Linked DNA regions of Sus scrofa: all the other regions are linked to region 1. A link is a contact called in public Hi-C and HiChIP or PLAC-seq data. All regions are on one chromosome and are shown on one strand. Each heading gives the region's core, a stretch centred on a gene start, on an enhancer-like site or on the middle of the called end of the contact. The rest is flanking DNA. Distances are from core to core; before and after follow the strand shown. Region 1 holds the start of GFPT2 (glutamine--fructose-6-phosphate aminotransferase [isomerizing] 2). Region 2 has its middle 22 kb from the start of CNOT6. Region 3 holds the start of MAPK9 (mitogen-activated protein kinase 9).

Evidence for each region. Hi-C and Micro-C count contacts between places; a contact is called where the count stands out from the background. HiChIP or PLAC-seq counts read pairs in DNA pulled down with a chosen protein or histone mark.
Region 2: a contact with region 1 is called in a Hi-C map of mesenteric adipose tissue, with 2.8 times the contacts expected there. The contact joins the enhancer-like site here to the promoter of GFPT2 in region 1. A contact is called at or near these places in 15 of 47 Hi-C or Micro-C datasets (alveolar macrophages, brain, embryonic fibroblasts and 10 more) and 1 of 2 datasets of contacts at active chromatin or transcription factors (skeletal muscle).
Region 3: an H3K27ac HiChIP or PLAC-seq map of alveolar macrophages shows a contact between it and region 1. The contact joins the promoter of MAPK9 here to the promoter of GFPT2 in region 1. A contact is called at or near these places in 1 of 47 Hi-C or Micro-C datasets (fetal skeletal muscle) and 1 of 2 datasets of contacts at active chromatin or transcription factors (alveolar macrophages).

The regions. Positions count from the first base shown.
Region 1 is chr2:78,283,849-78,286,534 of Sscrofa11.1, reverse strand. It overlaps GFPT2 (glutamine--fructose-6-phosphate aminotransferase [isomerizing] 2), which reads right to left and starts at 1,327. Exons shown (of 19, transcript XM_003123638.6): 1 at 1,191-1,327. The coding sequence starts at 1,197. It overlaps LOC102163100 (a long non-coding RNA gene), which reads left to right and starts at 1,431. Exons shown (of 3, transcript XR_002341721.1): 1 at 1,431-1,782.
Region 2 is chr2:78,223,059-78,225,744 of Sscrofa11.1, reverse strand. No RefSeq gene overlaps it. Among named protein-coding and RNA genes, the nearest start is that of CNOT6, 22 kb to the right of the region's middle. Within about 2 kb of position 1,319, at least 17 of the 83 cell types and tissues checked have an H3K27ac peak or open chromatin away from gene starts, as enhancers often do. A contact at or near this core is called in mesenteric adipose tissue, omental adipose tissue, retroperitoneal adipose tissue and 1 more, where this site is marked.
Region 3 is chr2:78,337,107-78,339,792 of Sscrofa11.1, reverse strand. MAPK9 (mitogen-activated protein kinase 9) reads right to left here and starts at 1,327. Exons shown (of 12, transcript XM_005661441.3): 1 at 1,170-1,327.

The DNA of each region.
Region 1 (2,686 bases), core at 78-2,577:
AATAATGCCCTGGAATCTGGACATTTTTGCTGAGGGTTCAGGAATTTAAATTGATGCCTGCTTGGCCTGGGGTAGGCTGCGCCCCAAAGTTGGCTGCCTACTCCTTGGTCAGTCGGTCCTTTTTCACTTATGCGGGAGTGCCTGGCCTCAGAAACAAGGCCTGTATAGACCTTGGCCCAGAGTTCACCGCTGCCACACCGCACCCAGCAGCCCTCAGTGAAGTCAGACAGAGCCTTTCATGGCTTCAAAAGTTCCACCAGGTCCTCCAGCCACAGGAGGCTGGAATGGGTAACTGAATCCCACTCAAGGGGAAAAAAAAAAAAAAAAAAAAAAAAAGACACAAGGCACAGTGACCTTTTGTCCCAGCATAAGTTCTCGGCCCTCTCCCCAGCCAGCGGAGGCGGCCCAGCCAGGAGAGTAAGGAATTGCAGATGTGCGCTCCGGGCCCGGCCGCCCTCCCCACCGTCTAGCAGCCTCGCCGGACAGCGCCCAGTCGCCGCGGCATTGGGGACGCTGGAGCCCGGCCCCGCTCGCCGTTCAGAGCTCCGTCTCTCAGATTCGACCCGAGGCTTGGCGGTAGATGCTGCTTCTCCCCCGCGCCTCGCTGAGAGCTTTTTTCAGCAAAAAGGCGGCAATACGGAATCAACCCTCATACGGATAAGAAGTTCATTTTGCGGTTCGAGGAGGACGCACAGGCCCTTCCGAGCGCACCAGGGACTGATCTTGACACCACGGGGACAGGGAGAGTGCAGACGGTGTCGCCTCTCCTTGGTGTGCGCGCTGGGCTGAAAGCGAGGTTGGGCACCCCGCGCCCAGGATGCTCGCGAGCTTGCGCTTGGCTGCCTTTGTGGGTAACTTGGGGGCGCTTTCCTCACTGGACGTGGGGTATGGACCCTTCTGTGTTTCAAAGGTCCAGGTCCGGGACAGGACCAATTCCCTCCCTTGTGTGGGTCCCGGACGGGGTTGGCCATTCCCCCTCCCCCACACCTCTCTGGGACAACCACTCGGCGGCCGGGGCAAAGGGAAGCAGGCCTGGCCCGTGAAAGCCCCTCGGTCGGGGGACCGGGGTAAATCGACGCCCCTATCCCGCGCCGCCTCCGGCCCCTGGCGTCTGGCTCTTGGGCCCAGGCTCTCAGAGGCCGGAACCCGCGGCTGCCACAGAGAAGGCCGCTGGTGGGCGCTGCACTCACCGCACATCGCGACCGCTCCTCGCGCTCTTCGCGGCTCCGGGCCTCTGCGCGCTGCTGACGCTCTGTACTCGGCGCACGCCTAGCGCTCGTGGACTCTGGCTCCCGCCGCTTGGCCTCTGGCCCTTATAGCTCGGAGTCCTACACCAGAGGCGGGGCCGAGGCGGGGCCTCCTCCCGCCTGCCAGCTCCCCATTGGCCCCAGGTTGTCCTGACAACGGCGGGCACTGGGCCCCCTGGAGTCTGGGCAGGGGGCGAGGGGCGGCTCCCAGGCGCAAGTCCCGGCTGTTAATACGTGGGCGTCCGGTATTAGGTGCTGGAGATCCGCTGGCGGTTGCCTCACTCTTCCTGAGCTCACAGGAGACGCAACCTCTGAGTAGGCGTGGAAACTTGGGCAGTGGACGGAATCTCTCTGTGCTTTAGTTTTCCCGTCTGTAAAATGGGGCTAACAATGGAACCTATTTCCCAGGTGGTAGTGAGATTCAAGGCAGTCTGTGTAAGGTACAGAGCAAATGTGAGGCGCAGTAACACGTGTTCCGGATGTGCAGCCCCTCTGTGACCAGTCTCCTGTTAGGGCACCAGAGACGCAGCACAAGGTAGGTTCAGAGATGGAAAGGGACTTTGTCAAAACTGGGAAGTCGGGAAATGTAAGAACTCGAACCGGGATTTACCGCAGAGCCGGAAGTCCGAGGCCGGGATTCCCCAAATCTTGAACAAATATGGGGGAACCTCGGAAGCTGCCCCTTCCCTGAGCGGCGCTGGCCGACTTTTCAGTGCAGCTGGCGTGCCTGGGCTCCAGCCGGAGGCTCCTCTGCCTGGCCGTCCTAATCTCGGGAGCCCTAATCTGGCCCCCGCCGTGAGTCACTGAGGCCTGTGTTCCCCCGCCCGCGGTTCCCGGCCTCCCCTCCCCTTCTCTCTGCGTTTTGGGCCCGGTCTCCCGAGGAGGGTCACGAGAACTGGCCTAACATTTGCGTACTTTGAAGCCATCTGGTGGTTTTTTTTATTTTACTTAAAAAAAAAAAAAAAAAATCCTGAAATGCTCAACAGATCCTCCTCAGTCGTGTTAGAGGAAAAAAAGAAAGAAAAAGCACGAAGCTTTTAACGTTTTGTCTAGAGCATTTTTCCTGATGTAATCCCTCTGTGGCTAGCAAGGCTTTGCAGGCCCTGGCAGGAGGAGGTGTTTCTTGTATCTCTTGGACTTCTGAGGAAACTGAGGCTCAGCAACAGTAAGGAGGGGGTTGGTTGAGTCATCCTGCTGGGAAACAGTGGAGCTGGTTCAGGAGCTACCCTCCACAGTGCAATGTCAGTTGTTTCCTTCATTCCTAAGCAGCCAGCTTCATGCCTGTCCTGGTACTAGGGGCCTAGTGATGAGTGAAAACAGATCCAGCCTGGGCCTTCATGGCACTTAGAAAGCGGTAGGAGGCAGATATTTAGTCCAATGTCTCAGAGCCAGGTGATTCCTGGTAGGATATAGGCCTGGCTGATGGGGAGGGTGCTAGG
Region 2 (2,686 bases), core at 70-2,569, 61 kb after region 1:
CTGGCCAGTCAGGACCAAGGCTGAGCCTTGACTTCCTTGTCAGTCAGTTAGGGGTGATACCAGAGTCTACCTCAAGGGTAGTATTGCACAAAGTGAGGCAGTCCAAATGTTATCAACTGTCATTTCTCTTACAATCTTGTCACTTTTCTTCCTCACCATTTTGTTATGAGGATTGAATACAACACAGTATATAGTAAGGCACCAGGTACTAGGTCATCACATTTGTAAGTGTTTAATGAATGCTGGCTTCATTTATTTCTCTCCAAATGTATCATCAAATAGAAAGAATTAATGAATCAAGGAGTAAAAGATCGAATCCCCACTCCCCATGGCACTGAGCTGAGGGGTGGATCTTGGGGACTCCTGATCAGTGGCATCACAATGCCCGAAAGGTTGATGGGACATTTACCTCGAAAGGACCAGTGTTGGACTCACTAAGAAAAGAGCACTCAGATGTCCCATGCTTCCAAATGGGATGCAATAGGTAGCCCCCAGCTCTGCCTCTGATGCTTTCTGCCAAAAAAGTTGAACCTGAATTCAGTGACAGCTTTAGGAGGAAGGGGAGAAGAGGATCCAGTTCAATTGACTTGACACAAGTCAGCCAGACAAATTGAGAAGGAGGGGACCCTCTACAGGGTGACTGACATGGCTCATGCAGCAAGTCAAAGGCAAGAAAGGCAAAAGGGGGAAGGGCACTCTGGATTAAAAGAGAATTAAGAAATATAATATCCAAATATCCTGTGTGGCCTTTGTGTGGCTCCTATTTGAACAAAACAAATGAAAAGAGGTTTTATTTTTGAGGAAATGGGAAAATGAAACTATGGATGGGCATTGGATGATGCCAAAGATTTCTTGATGATTTGGTGTCAAAATGGTATTAATGATTATGTATGAAAATGCCCTCACAAAGTATGCAGGATTTTAGTTATTGTCTGTAAGATGTCTCATCACCAGTGGCCTCTTTATATGTCTATATTATTAGAAATATTACAACAAGCATTTTTTTTAATTTCCAAAACTGGAAGAGTAAAGCTATTTGCAAAATTTTGAAAAGTAATGCTTAGAATCAAAGCCAGTGATCCTGCAGGGAAACCAAGTATATTCATTAACTGATAGTGAGAATGTACAAGCATATGAGAAGATAATTTGGCAATAAGCAGCAAGAGCCATAAAAATGTTTTTCAGGTTTTCTAGCCTAAGAGTCTCACTGCTGGGAATTTACTCTGATGAAATAATCCAAAAGAGGGGGGAACCTCGTACAGCCAGGCGTGGTTCTTTGACTTACATACTTTGGCTTGATGGTGTTGGAAAGCGAGGTGCTAAGAGCAATGTCGCAACTTGGAGGCCTGAGCAACGCACTGTGGGGAGAGCCCTGTGATTACAGCCACAGGAAGGCATGTGTGCCTGGAGCCAGGCCAGCAGAGCGTGGAGAGTGAGAGCAGCTGCCCCATTTGAGGAAGGGGCAGCCCTCCTGGGAAGCAGGGGCTGAAGGTTCTTCCAGCCTTGTACCATGCTGTCTTGGCCACAAGCAGAACTTCCTTGGAAGTGGGCTGTGAGCCTGGAGTGGCCTGTGATCACTCACCTGGTAAGAATCCAGAACAGTGGCTCTCCATAGGGCAAAGCTGGGCTTTTGGGGGTCCTGGGACTCCCTGTTCTTGCCCTCTGTCTCCCAGGAGCCCCTTTCTGCCAGTCTTGCAGCTCTGTGCTTACCCACAGAGAGGCCTTCCCCACTAGGGTGAGATTGTCCTGAAATCTTAGGTGGAGAAGGAGAGAGAGAGTGAAGGCAGAGTGTCTTGGGAGGAGCAAGGGCTTGTGGAGGAAAGAGGGACCAGAACAAAGGAAAAATCCTGGGGCTAGGACCTTGGCACACATTATCTTGCTGCCTCAAAACCGTAGAATGAGGCAGAGTATAAAATCTCTCCTCACTGTTTCATCACCATACTCCATGGTAGATATTATTATCCTTCTGTCACAGATGAGGACACTGAGGCTCCAAGGGATCCGTTAATTTCACTAAGGTTACTAGCTTTGTGTTTAAAGCTGAGACACCATCTGTGTCTCTGGGGTGAGGCTCTAGGGAGCAGGTACTGAAGATAACAGACATGAGGAACTACCCCCTGTCCAGGGTTGTCCCCTGGGAATTATAGAACAGGAAACCGAGACCAAACACTTACAGACTTGCACAGGCAAACACACTGCCACTCTCCTCAATTCTTACCCCATAATCTGATTTCAAACCCCACCCTTGGGGGGCTGGGCCCTCATATCCTATTTAAATATGGCCTAAAGGCTTACAGAGATTTCTGCTAATCCCACTGGACCCCCCCCTTGAGGGTCTCAAAGAGGAGACTTAAGAGATGGGACATGCCCAGGGCCTTCCACCAGGAAGTGGAGGAACCAGGACTGGCACCCTGACCATACATCATGGAAGGGCCGCATCTGATGTTAGATACATATTTTACCCTTTTCAGAAATTGGGGTAAAATACATGTAATATATTTGCCATTTAAGCCATTTTAAAGAACACATTTCAGTGGGAGTAAGTACATTTATAATGTTGTTATAATCACTATTATCTAGTTCCAGAAATTTTTCATCATTTCAGATGAAAACCCCACACCCATGAACAGTCACTCCCCATTCTTCTCTGCCCCCATTTCCCAGCAACTATGAATCTGTTTTCTGT
Region 3 (2,686 bases), core at 78-2,577, 53 kb before region 1:
CCATTTGCATACAAGTTTCACAAGTTAGTCAGAAGTCACTAAATGAACAGAGGCAACAGGTGGGCAGGGTCATTCATTCATTCATTGAACTGGTATTACTAAGTACTTACTGTGTGCTTTCTAAGCACTGGGATAAAGCAGTGGACAAATCAGACAACTACCTGTTTTCATAAAGCTACATCCTAGTGGGAGAGACAGAAAATAAACAGGCAAATCAATAGAATAGCTTTAAACCAGATACTAAGGGGAAAATTAAACAACATGAGATAGAATGACTAAGGGAAGAAAGAGGGTGGTCAAGGAAGGCCTCTAGTAAAATGAGACATCTGACCAGAAGAAGGACCAGAAGGAGCCAGCCGTGCCAAGAGCCCAGAGACAACGCCAATTGCTGGAAAGAGCCAGTGCAAAGGTCCTGAGATAAACAGGGCTGCCTGTTTACAGCAAGTAAGACAGGTAGGCTAAGAGAGCAGTGCTCTGGGTTAGGGGAGTGGGGAGAGCTGGGGGGGGGGTGGGCAGGGCCCGCTCAGGCGTTGCTGGGCATGAGTGTGCAATGACGAGGCACTGGAGGAGCTAGAGGATGGGGGCCTCTGGGCAGAAGGGGCGGGGGGGGGGGGGGTCTTGCCACACTCGCACCAGCAAGGGGCAGTATCCCGCCCAATTTTCCCCAAATGTGCAATGAGCTCTTCCCCAGGCGCTTTTACAAATATTCATATGGTCTGACAACAATCCTGTCCAAAAGGATAGACATTTCCCCCACTTTCCGAGAGAAAAAACAAGGAATAGCGAGGGTCAATGCCTTTGCCAAGGTCGCAGGAACCAGACCCCGGGTTCTGAGCATCCCAAAGCGGGTGTGCAGCTGCGTGCCAAACAATCGGGAGGGGTGGCGCCTACAGACCCTAAGGCAGGTCGGCCGAGGCCAGACCTGGGAGCGGGCCCTCAGCTCCCGGCTGCAACAGCCAGGAAGACAGGGGGCTGCGACTAGGGTCGCCAGAATCCAGCAGAACCCGGTTGGCTCCTCAGAACTGGTCAGCCGGCCCCGCGACACCCAACTCCCCACCCCGCCCTCCACTCCTCCACGGACCCTGGCTGCGCGGCCCTCCTGCCGCCCCCCCCAGGCAGGGCTTGGCCCAAGCAGTCCCCGCCGGGCCTAGCCCGCCCGCCGGGCTCACCTCGCCTCCCTGCCGCCGCGCCTGGGGGAGAGGGCAGGCGGGCGGACTGGCGGCGCTGCGCGCTGGCGGGTCGTGGCTCGCGGCTCGCGGCTCCGCTGCCCTGGGCTCGGCCAGCCGCCCCGCCCCGCTCCGCTCCGCCACGCCGCCGCCGCCGCCGCCGCCGCCGCCACTAGCCGCCGCCGCAGTGGGTGTGAGGGGCGCCGGGGCGCTCGGACCCTTCCGGTCTGGCTCCAGCCTCCTCCGCCGCCGCCGCTGCCGCCGCCGCGGCGCCCAGCCTGACAGACCCGCGTGAAGACCAATCAGCTCGCGGTAAGCCTGGCAAGCGCGGCCAATCGCGCTGAGGAGGGGGGGCTACCGTCAGGAGGCGCAGGCGGGGCGGCGGGCGGAGCCAGGCCACTCAGTGCCGGTTTCTGCGGGGACCCGGGCTCCGCGGCCGTACTGCAGGTTGGGTCCGCGCTTGGTGGACTCAGGCACGGCCCTGCGCGCCAGCTGAGTTCGTTGTTGCGCACGGGGGCCAGCAGCGCGGCGGCCGAACAAGGAGGCGGGAGGCGGTGGAGAGGGCAGGCCGGTAGGACGGAGGGCCTGGCCACCGGGCTGCAGGTGCAGACTGGCAGGGACGAGTTGGCCTGGAGGAAGACGGAGCTGGCCCTTTTCGGGGAGAGCCCTCTTCGGGGAGAGCCCGGGGCGAGGGCGAGGAGAAGCTGGGATTTTGCATCCAGGGCCAGGTGGCTGAGGCAGAGGCGGCCAGGGAGTCGGGAGGCGAGATAGGGTCCTTGGATTCCGCTGCTCACTGTGAAGGGGTTTGGAGGAATGCTTCCAGAAGTCGGGGAGGAGGATGCGAGGAGACGGCCGTGTGTAAACAAGTGTCGCGGGCAGATCTGTGACACAGGCGAAGAGAAAACTGGCTGGGGCGCCTGAAGCAAAGGTCAAGCCTCTGTCTCAGAGAATGGCAGAGTTGTAAATGGGAAGAGAGTGCAGAGCTGACGGCCCCCTAGGGCCTGGGGGCTTTTGACACTGACCTCTTGAAGCATCTCCTGCAGCCCTCTTGCCTCTGGGTCGGGTTCCAGCAGGTCTGGAGTCCTGTGAAATGATGGGAGAGACCAGAGTATTGAGTGTTGTTGGATCTGTGTTTGGATAAACAAAGCCAGAAATGAGACAAGAAGGCTGTGCACATTGGAAAAAAGCTCAGAGGTCCGTGGATGGGGTGAGGGGAATTGGACTTTGGGGTGGGGAGAGTGTTGGACTGTGAAGGAGGGACAGCCCTCACAGGTGACCAGGACTACAGGTGACCAGGACAGAGGCCAAACCGGGAGGAAGGAGCAGGATTCTGCAGTGGAAGAGGTTAAGGGGTGGGGTGGCAGAATTTGGAGAGAGTGGCAAGCCTGTGACCCAGGGCCAGGCTGGGGGTACCAGGGCCTCAGAAGAGGGGTAGGATGGAGGAAGGGATCCAGCTATGGTGTCCCCCTCAGGCCACTCCCACTTTGGATACTGAGTATAGCACATCCCTCCTTGAAATT